Linked DNA regions of Gossypium hirsutum: region 2 is linked to region 1. The links are chromatin contacts, called in public Hi-C maps. All regions are on one chromosome and are shown on one strand. Each heading gives the region's core, a stretch centred on a gene start, on an enhancer-like site or on the middle of the called end of the contact. The rest is flanking DNA. Distances are from core to core; before and after follow the strand shown. Region 1 has its middle 6.7 kb from the start of LOC121202983. Region 2 has its middle 16 kb from the start of LOC107920479.

The links. Hi-C and Micro-C count contacts between places; a contact is called where the count stands out from the background.
Region 2: a contact with region 1 is called in a Hi-C map of leaf, with 2.3 times the contacts expected there. The contact joins two enhancer-like sites. A contact is called at or near these places in 4 of 34 Hi-C or Micro-C datasets (leaf, stem and an unstated tissue).

What each region holds. Positions count from the first base shown.
Region 1 is chrD13:12,817,470-12,823,650 of Gossypium_hirsutum_v2.1, forward strand. No RefSeq gene overlaps it. Among protein-coding and RNA genes, the nearest start is that of LOC121202983, 6.7 kb to the left of the region's middle. Within about 2 kb of position 3,617, at least 6 of the 9 cell types and tissues checked have an H3K27ac peak or open chromatin away from gene starts, as enhancers often do. A contact at or near this core is called in leaf, where this site is marked.
Region 2 is chrD13:12,891,617-12,897,797 of Gossypium_hirsutum_v2.1, forward strand. No RefSeq gene overlaps it. Among protein-coding and RNA genes, the nearest start is that of LOC107920479, 16 kb to the right of the region's middle. Within about 2 kb of position 3,760, at least 5 of the 9 cell types and tissues checked have an H3K27ac peak or open chromatin away from gene starts, as enhancers often do. A contact at or near this core is called in leaf, where this site is marked.

The DNA.
Region 1 (6,181 bases), core at 2,367-4,866:
TCTGATATATTGAATAGAGTTGATGACTCTTTTTTCTTTCAACTTCTTCACATTTACGATAAGTTATAGATTTTCTGGTTCAAGAATCTTGATAAATAGAATTATAATTAGGAAATGCGATACTATGATTACTAACTGAAAACTTTCTTTTAAGTATCAATCTGGCTGCATCATTGAAAGCATCAGCCAGTCAGTATATTGTAATTTCTTTTAGAAGCTAGGTGTTAAATTGCAAATATGGCATTTGCTGTGCAATTGTTTTGTGGGTGAGGTGCAAAGGAATATTTCATTTAGAGTCTAGGTTTCCCATAAACTATTATATAGATATATCGAAAGCAGTATGTTAATTGAGGAATCCATGTCCTTCCTTAATTAGAGAGGCTTGTAGTATTCTAACTCTTTGCTTTTCTGTGGATGACATAATGTCTCTGTATGTGTGTGCTTTTCTTTCATGAATATTTGTTAATCCATTTTATTGCTGCAGGGCTCATTAGATGAGTAGTAATGAAGAATATATGGTGAGTCCATTTATTGTAAAACTGAGTGTTTAGATTTCAGAGACCTTTTTCTTTTAGTTGATTTGCTGAAATGCAAGAGTAAAATGCTGCATCTTGTTCGCCTTGCCTTGCTCTATGCTGCAACCATATCTTCGGAGTTTCCGTGATGTTTTAGTTTCCCGTTTCATGCAATGACTTGATTTTTACTCGCTTTGCTGTACTGATTGTGCAAGTTCCAAGCCTCATAAAAGTAATAGGTAGTTTGGTAAGAATTGGTAGTTTTAACTCTAGCGAGACAAGTAGGAGGATGAATCATGAGAAATAAATGTGAGGTGGAAATATTTGATATTTCCTAGGAGAGAAAAAAAAGGGGGCAGGAATTAGATAGACATTTGTCATTTGAGTCGGAATCTTTTTGATATTGTGTTACTAGCATTATAGCTAGGATTGATTGACGATCTAAATAGAGTACAATAGTAAAACCCAGTTTTGGTTTCAGTGTTAGAAAACTGTCAGAATTAATTTGTCCTTAGAAGCTGTGTTTGTGAATCAGTGGCTTCATTGAATCCCTGGAGCCAATGGCAGATTATTCATACACATGTAGATACGGTAAATATACTCATGTCGGATATATAGTCTGTTGGATTGTGGAGCCAAAGTTGGCACAGAACTTGCCCTGGACCATGTTGATTGGGTGATGATGATGAAACCAAGTTAGGCCTACCATTTATTATGTTTTCATCATTTTGTTTTTGTGGTAAAACCAAGTAAATTTCACTGTGAACAAAAAGCAGTTGAAATTGAAAAGGAAAAAAGAAAGTACTGTACTGATATCTGATCTGAGCAAATATCAAATGTGAATATGATTCTGCAAAACAAAATTGTCTTATATGCGCAACGAATATTACCAATTTTTAGCTACGCACGTGTGTGAATCATGGTCCAATGTTTCAATTGTTTTTATTACTGCCAAAATTTTGAAATATATATATAAATTGATTGAATTCTTTAAAAAAATATTCCACAATTTAGTTCATCACTAACTTATCAAATTTTCACTCAGTCAATTTTACTCTCTTTTTTTTTCTTTTAAAGAAGGTGAAATTTATGCAAATATATAGATATTTTTGGTAAGAATAAAGAAATAGGTCTGTGCATGATGAGTTTAGACTAAAGTTGAGCTCTATTGTCGTGTTAATAGGAGTGAATTTGCATATCTACTACTTGTTGCCATGCCGTTAACTTTAGTTTTTATTTCGGGTTTAAGTGATATTTAGTTTTTCTTTTTAAATCTTGGTAAGACTTTAAGATTGTTCTACATTGTCATTTGTTTTTTTTAATTATATAAAAACTTTAAAATAATTCAAAAATATAAAAATATTATAAAATACTGTAGAAATTTATAAAAATAATATAAAAAAATCTATAACTGTTAGTTTACAGTTTTTCCCGTTAACCCTTTTCAGTACTTGCTGCCATATAATTATAGTAGGATAGATCTTTTTATTCATTTATCTTATATATATATAATATTTAGGTATATATATTCTAATACTTATTCTATTATGGTTGAAAAAAAAATGATAAACTGAAAAAAAAAGAGAAGAAAAATACCAAATTTAACCTTTGTTTGGCATAATGTAAAATTTAGCTCTTAATGTTTACATCTTTTCTCAATTTATCCCTTATTTTTTTAGCTAAATTTGATGTTCAACATTTCAAAAGAGGCGAATTTGACCATCAACTTATAAAAAGACTCTTAATTATTGTTTTAAATGGAAATATTGACTAAAACATTTTTAAACATGGCAACCTTCATGGTAATAAACATGTACTGCATGCTATTTTTTTGTACATTTTTTAATGTTTAATTTTTTTGAATATTTTTTAACTTTTAAATTATTTATTGATGTTGCGTCATGTTAGCATGAAGTACACATAAATTGCCACGTCAATATTGTTAAAAAAAAAGAGAATGTTTTAGACAACATTTCTGTTAAAAAGCGATTTGACCCTTTTTGAAAAATTAATGATCAAATTTAGTTTTACAAAAGAATAATGACCAAAATGACAAAAAAAAAATTGTAGGTATTAAAAATTAAATTTAACATTATGTCTTATTTTGTGCTTTCTAGTTAGGGTTTGAAAAGTTTGTTGATTAGTGATGGTGACGCTTTTATGGAGAAACAATGATAGTTGAGTAGATGATAAGATTATTGAATCGTTGGTTTAAAAATAAATAATGAAATATAAATTCATAAAATTTTATAAAAAAGATATAAGCTGGTTCATTCAGTTGAACCAATTTTTCATCGATTTACGATTTAATTTCATCGGTTGGACTACTGATTCTGACATCATTGCTTAAGGTTTTATTTCATTTTGGGTGAGTTTGTAAAGAAATGGAGGGATAAAGTACATAGTTGCATAAAATTTGAGTAGTAGCTTCTTTGTTTGAAGTATAACAACAGTTGGGCAACCGAAGGAAGCTGAAAATTGAGTGAAAAGAGCCGCATGAGTATTTGTGGTTCAGCATACATATATGAAGCTGATGTAAAACACATGAATGAAATAATAAAAACTCCTTTTAATTCTCTCTCCAATTCTCTTCTTTCTTCTGCTTTAAATCACCAATCACTTATTCTCTGACAGGATAGTGTGAAAATGTATGTAAATTGAACACAAGTTATTTAAACTCAGAATTTTGAAATCCCTTGAAAGATTATCTTTGTAAAGGTTTCCTCCATAGTTGGCAAAGTTGTATTAGCCAACAACCTCTTGAAGCATTATGTTGGCATGAGAGTCTAAGCAACCCCATTCCATTTCTTCAATCATAAATACAAAAGGTGGGTGGAAGAATTTGATTTGAATAGAATCAACCAGAAAACAAAATTAACCTTACTTTTAAGATATTAATTTTTTAGTTTTTTTTAAAACAATTCTTTTATATTTTTTGGAAGTTTTAAAAGTTTCTTTTTTCACAAAGGTTAAGGTGTATATTGCTTATATACTAACTGATCTAAATCCTGTTACATTTTAAAAATGACAACCTGTTTAAACTGGTAAATTTCAGTTGGGCTGAAAATGTGTCTTAAAGCCTCAAATCCAACCCATATTTAGTAGGGTGAAGAACAAAATAACAAGGAGGAGGCTAAGCAGCCAAGGAGGAGCCATATCCTTAAAATATGAGAGCTGCAAAAAAAACAGAAAGGCAAAATCCAATGAAGGTATTTGTTCTTTGTTTGTTAAGGTACCATTAATGGCAAAATCCTATGGTATCATGTTACATTTACCTATAGGTTAGCCCAATATGAATAGGCTAATTAAGGTAGTTAGAATGCCTTAAAACTCCTAACTGTGAGTCAAGGAATTGAGCATGCTAAGTAGTTATCAAATTGTTAACAAACTGATCAGTAAACAGATTAAGTATACCAACATGATCATTAGGTTATTGGGCAACTCAAATGCTAGCTCTGCAACTTTCATATGCACTCTTTTCCTCATTACACTGTTAAGCTGCCTTTTTTTTTTTAATTTTTACAAAAAAGTCCAATTCATCTTTCATACGACAACTCCCAAGTCCAATCCATCATCGAAAAGATATCTGTTTCAATCAACTTTTTCTAGAAATATTTTGTCGAGAACAAAAATTAAAATAGGAATTATTATTATTCTTGTGAACAAAGTAAACCCAGATGTAAAATTATATATGAATTTGTATCTCCTCGTAATCTAAAACCGCCAATAGATCTTCACATTAGGATGCTCTTTTTTAATCACACATATATATATATATAAAAGAGCAAACGAGTGTTTGATTAGTGCATAATATGTTTGGTTGTGGGCCTAAGGCAAGCAGGCCCAGCTAGCATTAGCATCAATAAAGTGCAGTGCCAGCTATAAAGTATAATGGAATTAGTATTCCCTCTTCTTTGCCTTTACAATAATGGGATATCAATTATATTCAAATATCTCCCACTAAATATTGCTACAACCAATCAATAATTAAAAAGCATACCATATTTCATTTCTCCTTTTATTTCTCTCCCTCCTAACCATCACTCTTTCAACATTAATTATTCAAAATTCATCTAACTATATCTATATTATTTATAAAATTTTTAATTAAATATCGATTGAGTCTCAGTTCAACTGATATGAGCATTATTGTTAATGTAGGAAAACTTAGATTTGAGTGCGCTAAAACGTATTATCCTCCTATTTATGAGTTGGGGAGGGACTATAAGTAGTTCTAAGAATTGTGTTATAAAGAGTCAAAACCTATAATGAGGAAGATGTTTGATTTTTAAAAATATTTTTATTTTAATTTTAAAAAGTTTAAAAAACACATTTAGTAAATAAAAATTTGTTTTCATTAATGAAAATATGCAAAAATTTTTAATACATATTTTCCTATAATAGAAACATGAGAAATAAAATAAAAAAAATTCTATATTTATATGGATTCCATATTTGAAAGTTAGAAAAATATTTTTGCTTGTTTTAAAATTTTCTTATTTTATGAAGCATTTTTAAATATAGGAATGAAATCAACTATTTGTTTTTTTCCCCTGCTTTTAACATATTTCATTTTTCAAAATCTTTAATCTTATCATTAGTTTATTCTATTTTTTAAGAAAACCAAAATGAAAGCACTTCTGTTTCTTGAAACTAAACATGATTTATTATAAAAATATTTATATTTTTAAATAATTATATATATATTTGAAATTAAATAGATGAAACTATAATATTAATATAAGTCTCAAAATAGATGAGTTATAAAATTTTGATTTTGGATTAAAACATATTTTATTTTCCATAGTTATTTTTATATATTTAAATTCGTAAGGATATTAGGGGTTTTTTCTCTTCTTTTTTTTTGTTCCTTTCGTCTACACGAATTCACAGGTAGGCGAGTATGCCTTTCTCTCAATCTTTTTGAGCGTTGAAGAGTTTTGAGTTTTTTGTTTCATAAAGTGCCCATTTATCGATGGAGGAAGATCTAGCTAATTTAAGTATTGGCAATGAAGAGGAAGACCCATTACTAGAACAAGATGAGGAAGAGGGATATGAAGATTTTTGCATGTGCCTGGTGGGAAAAGTCTTAACTAACGGGATAGTTCACTTTCCATTGATGAGAAACGTCCTGGCCAAGCTATGGCACCTAATTGCGGGTGTCTCCATTACCGAGATTGAAGAAAAAGAACTCTTTTTTCTGTTATACAACAAACTGGATTTAAAAAGGGTTATTGATGGTATGCCTTGGTTCTTTAATAGACATTTAATTATCTTCCACTGGCTAGAAAAAGGGAAGGATCCAATACAAGTCCTACTGGTTATCACAAATTTTTGGGTGTACATCCACAATTTGCTGATAGGTTGTATGTCAGAAAATATGGCAAGACAGATGGGAAATTTCATTGGCCTTTTTTTTTTTAAATATGATGTAGTAATTATCTTTAAAGGAGTAAGAAAATTTATGTGCATAAAAGTACGATTAGATGTTTGGAGCCTGCTTAAAAGGAAGAAATGTATTATTTTTGGACAGGATAAATCAACCTATGTTACATTCTAATATGAAAAGCTGTCATTATTCTGTTTTTTATGTGGGAGATTAGGGCACGAGGAAACCTTATGTCCAATTTATTTAACATTAGGTTCACAAGAGGTGGTTTTTGGGT
Region 2 (6,181 bases), core at 2,510-5,009, 74 kb after region 1:
AAATGATTTTTTTTTTGTAAAGTTGGAGGGCTAAATAAGGCATTATGCCTTAGATATATTATATAATTAACTTTTTTTTATACAATCTTAAACCAATGATAACTTTTTATCTTTAAAGTGAAGATATTACACTTTTAAGCACGTTCTTATCCATGTCTTCTAAGATGTTGTAATAACAACGATGCCAGTCAAGTTAAATCTTAATTGATTTATTATATCAAAAACTTAAAAGACAAAATTACCTTTGAAATATGTATTATTATTCTCTCCACCAATGTTTTTAGAATTGAATCACTTGTCAAATTAGTCAGGCCATGGTACAATCGAACCTATTAAAAAAATATTTTTTAAAGTAAAAACATTAAAAATTAAAACTTGATTCAACCAGTTCGTACCAATTTTTTATCTAATCGATTGAAAGCCATTCTCCAAAATGGTAACTAGCTACTTCTTGATCCAGTTAATCTGATCGGCTAATTCAGTTCAATTTAAACATCATTTGCACACCACCACATTAGAGAAGAAAAAAAAACTCCAGAATTAGTTGGGAGATGTTTGATACAATTAATCCAATTTAGAAAAGCTTTCCTATTTATATACATATACATAGAGAAGGAGATGAGAAATAAAAATTTTAATTGTAATTAGATAAATCTATGAGTATTTATTTATGAATTTATAAATATTTTATTAATTTATTCATTTATGAAGTAGTTTAATGTGAAGTGGAACTTATACACTAAAAATACATCAAATATCATCTCTTAATTTTGATGATTTAATACAGCGAAGTACATATGTCAGCTATTTGGTCGTGCTTGTAAATTTGTGGGGACTTCATAAATACAATTTACTGTATTTTTATTGAGAGGAAAAGTCAGGTAGCCATTATCAGATTGAATTATATTTTTAAATTTTTTATTATATTCTTTTACTATTCTATATTTATAATAAATATAATTTTATATTTTTAAACAATTCCCATTATTATCTATGATCTCAAAATTTTAAATTAACTAATAACATAATTTTTAAACAAATTCAAATTCACCTTCTCTTAATTATTTTAATAACCACTCAATATACTTTTATGTTTTAAAACGGGTAATCATGGAAAATATTTTGAAACTAAAAAGATGATTTTTTTAATATAATCTTTAATATAGTTTATAGTCTTGGGCTTTGTTTCTCATTATTTTTTTAAAAATGTTAGCTTTTGAAACCAATTACATCTTTAATCTTTATTTATATCCTAATATATTTTATATAAGTATATAATTATCTTTTATTAAAATTTATTTTAAATATAAAAAATTATATATTTAAATTTATAATAGTAATTAAAATATAAATTATATATTCAAATTAAATTTTAAAAATAATGACAATAATTTTTTTATATTTTATTAAAATATTATAATATTAACGAATTAAATAAATATTTTTTACTCTAAAACACTTAAACTTAAATTTAAAAAAAAATATTTTTTCAGCCCTAAATTATCTTCCAAAGAAGGTGGCGTGTTGATCAGTTGGTCGTTGGCTTTCAAATTCAAAATGTCTGAACTACTTTTAAATTTAAAAAGATGTATTTTTTATTTAGTTTTTAAAATATTTAAATAACGTAACAATTTTCGTTTGACTTAAAATGCCATAATGAAACAAATTTCTGGCTAATTTCGCGTCCAATTTGTTTAAATTTCTTAAGTAGTTGATAAGAATTACAGCCAAGAGAATGACACGGGATAAAAGCAAAATTTTTGACTACTAAAAACGCTATTGTATGCCTTTCTTTATTCGCATTGTCTGTTCTAATTGAAAGCTTTCTTTATCCGATTCTTTTATAGTTCAATTTTTTTTATGAAACAATTTTGAATGTCACAAATCTATGAGCCAAACTCGAAACAATTTTCTTTTTCGATCTCCGAACTAACCATCAGATTGACTTAGACCTAAAGTATGTTATTCTACTTATTAATAGGTACTAATCTACTATACTGATCATTGAATAGTCGCTTGAATAAAAACTTAACAACCTGATGACTTAAATAAAAATTTTCGAATAGTTCAATAATCTTTTTATAAATTTTTAAAATTGAGCTTACTAATAATTAATGGCTTTGAATGTAATTTACCCTTTACATATATATAATTTTTAATAGCCCATTGCAGGCATTATTCAAAATAATTACAAATGGAGTTGTCGTTTTATTTAATAAATGGCTACAGCAATTATTCAACTGTTTTGGAGCGTGTATAAGGCACGAATGAAAGGCACCACAAGTTGGCTGGGCCTTTCGCATCTGCCGCGCAACACACGCTTCATAATATCTCATTATCAGTCAACCCAGTGCCTGCTCTCTCTGTTATAATTAATCCAAATATTAATTTAGTTAGAAAATGGTTAAAACTTTATTTTTAAAAATAAATAACACATGTTATGAGATCGATATTTGGGTAATTATTTGATATAATTGTGAAGTTTTTTAGATTCTTTAAGTGGGTTCAGAATATAAAAGTGTCGTATTTATTTATATATTTAATTTTTTATTTGTAGATTACATTTTATAAAATATTTGTCACACCCTTAATTCTTTCGTGGAATTTAAAAAACTCTACTAACAATATACGGTATAATTTTCTATAGTATTTGTCTTTTTAATAATTTATATAATTTTTTTTAAAAAAAATACACCAAAGTTTCAACCTGAAATTATGGTAATAATAAATAAGTTGCAACTAATTCTTTAAGGGAGTAATATATATATATATATATATTTTAATGTTTTTACTTTTCGCCCAGATATTCAATTTTTGAACACTCTTACATCCTCTCTTTATATAAATTTTTTTAGTTAAAATATAATTTTAATCCCTCTAGTATATCTAAATTTGAAATATCTCTTTATTTTTTTAATATCATCACTCTTAATTATTTTAGTTGAGATGTCAACATGAATTTTTATGAAAAGAATTTTCTAACACTCGCAAAAAAAAAAATATCTACGTCAACTTAATGAGTTGGTAAGGTGTTAGGTCAAAGGATACTACATATTAAAGTAAATTAAATTTCAAATTTGAGGCTAAAACCAATTTTGATATATATATTACTCCTTTAGTGTTTCTCATTATTTTTAAAAGTATTTTTGATGACTAAAAACAAGAAGCTAAATAGACAGATTTTAAAGTTCAAAAGTGTTATGTAATATTTATATTTTGAAGTCAAACAACATTCTCAACACTTATTTATAATTTAATGTATTTTATAAAATATTTTTTTGTTACATTTTAAATATTAAAATATATTTTACAATAAATTAATTTTATATTCTTATTAAAATATCATAATATAAAAATTTTTTGAACGTTATTAAAGTAGATTACATGGCATAGCATCACCAACTAAAAATTAAAGTATATATAATCTAAAAATGCACAAAATTATATAAGAAAAACTTTAAGTGATACGTGATATTTTAAGATTTAGAGACCAAAAATGACGGAATTCAAACAAAAATGTGAAATTTATTAGAGGGTTTATGATGATGGGGAATTCATATTTTTACTGAAAGTAGAGTAATGTGGGATAAAAAAAGAAAGCGAAAGAAAAGAGGTTGGTTGGGTAGTCGAAATCAGATGGCCAAAAAGCCATAGATACTAAGTGGTAATTAAGGGAAGTGGGGTTTATTTTAGTTATACAGCCTGGCTTTGCTTGTTCTGTTTTGTGTCTCTTTTTCATTTTCTAGAACATCTCAACTTGTTGTTGGGTCTATGGCTCCACCACATGCCTCTGCACATGCACAAAATATCCTAATATCCTCTACCCCGCACCAACTGCTTCTTACTTCATTTTTCTTTTCTTTTTAATTCAAAGAAATGATACTTGTTAAAATAATTTATGCTATTTCTGAAATCTTTTCCGCATGTATAATAATATATCAACTTATTTTTTCACGTAATATTAAAAAATATATATCATTTTAGTTAATTAATTTAATATATATTCTGAGTCAAAACTGAAATATCAAAATTTGAAAAATATAAAAATAAAAAATGATCAAATTGGAGGATAGGGACTAAAACCACAAACTTACACATAGTATCAAACTAATAGCAAATTTTGATTTAATAAATTTATACTACCATTTGATTCATAACTGAAACTTTAAAACTCAAAAAATAAAAAATTAAATTTAACCAAATTAGAGAATAAAAATTGAATCCAAAACTTATGTATAATACCAAAAAATGATAACAAAATTTGTTTTATTATTTAAATTCACGAGTGATTGATATTACAAATTAATCGTGTAACCCCTAAATCCAATCTAGACGTTAAGACTGAATTCAGAAGATTACATTTGCCACCTAAATGGCCTAGTAACGATCGGAGTTTTGTAAAACAATTGTTTAAAACACTTGCTTATTTTTTTTTGAAGAAATACTTAGCGTGTTATCTTCATTTTACTAAAAGATATAATTTTCTCAAAAACGATAGAATTTAAATTTTACTTAGAAAAGTCGATTTCCAATTTTTATATGTTTTTCAAATTTCATTTACATAACAATGCAACGGAAAAAGTGATACTTAACATAAGTTTAATGGAAACCAAATTTTATGCATGATTAATTAATAATCCATATTTCAATAACCTAAATCAAAATAAATGTCATGCATGCCAAATAAACCCGAACTTAAGTCTCATGCTACAGTTTAAACAAAAATACAGTTTTCTGAATAACAAAAATTGCAAATAACAAATCTAAAATACTTTTATAAAAAAAATTAGCTTTCCGAGCCAAGACCTTTTGGGTGCCAAGTTCGTGTCTTAACTTGGAGGGTTATTTGAAAATATGGAAATTAAAGTGGGGTGAGCTTAAAAAGCTCAAAATGAATCCTATTACAAGAAAACCAATGCATGGCATTAGACAAAACATATGAATAACAACTCACAGAATAATCACAATTGAATAACAAATCGGATTATCGGTTTTTTAAATATAATATCTCAGAATTCATAGTTTTGCATGTAAGTGCTTATGAATGGCAATGCAATTTCAGTTTATCAAAAAAAGATCCTACCCAACTGCACTACATACCACAGTAAGAGTTCCCTAGAACTCATCCATCCCTATACACCGCGTTGTGGATAAACCACCAATAATTTGTAGATAAATTACCGGTAAAAATTGTGGATAAATCACTAGTATTTTCAGATAAAAAATTTGCAGACAAGCTGCCAATAAGTTTTGGATGAATCACTAGTGTTTGCAGATTATTAAACTGCCAGTACTTCCTCCATTCATATTGTCTCATCCCATGCAATACAATATGCCAAGCTTGTAACAGAATAGTACAGAAACAATAGACATGTTTAACATGTGTAACACCCCAAAACTCAGCCCAAAAGTTATGACCTGATTTCGGAGGTCACATTGGCCCCGAAGTGGTCCAAATCAAAACGCCGTAAAAATTGCTAAAATTTCATTTCATAAATCATTTATTTCACTCATTTAATAAACCCAGAAATACACATAACTTACACCTAACAAATAATGATTTTATTTTTGTTAAAATTAAATTTAACCATGTTGATATTTCCTGAATTGATTTACAGTCATTCCACATCAACCAAATTGTTACTTGAAAATTTCAAAAAAAAAAAACATCATTGCATCAGAAAAACTGTTATTTTGCGATAATTCAAAATTCATGAAAGTAATACCTTAAACTTTGAGTTTTTAAAATTGAAGTATAAACCTTGTAAAACAGCGAAAAAGTTTGATGTTTTCTTATAGTCGGAAAACTCATAGGTTATTACCTTAAAACCATGTGCTTATAACATGAAATATGTCATTTCGATAAATGAAAACCAATGCATGAAATCGAAATTTACGTCCAGAACCCAAAAACCAAAACCCAGACCATAATTTATATAATCTCTTTTACAGATATATTGAAAATGCCTTATTTAAAACTTACGAAAATTTATTTAAACCAACCAATACGAAACATTCTAAGACCTCCAATTTGCCGAGTCCAGCTCCTAATCACGAAGGTTACCTAAAAAGGAGTAAACTAAAGGTATGAGCTACAAAAGCTCAGTGTGAGTCTAAAACAAACACAAATAAGCAGTAATAGACTAATACCTTGAATGCAGAGTTAATTAACCGGACAAAC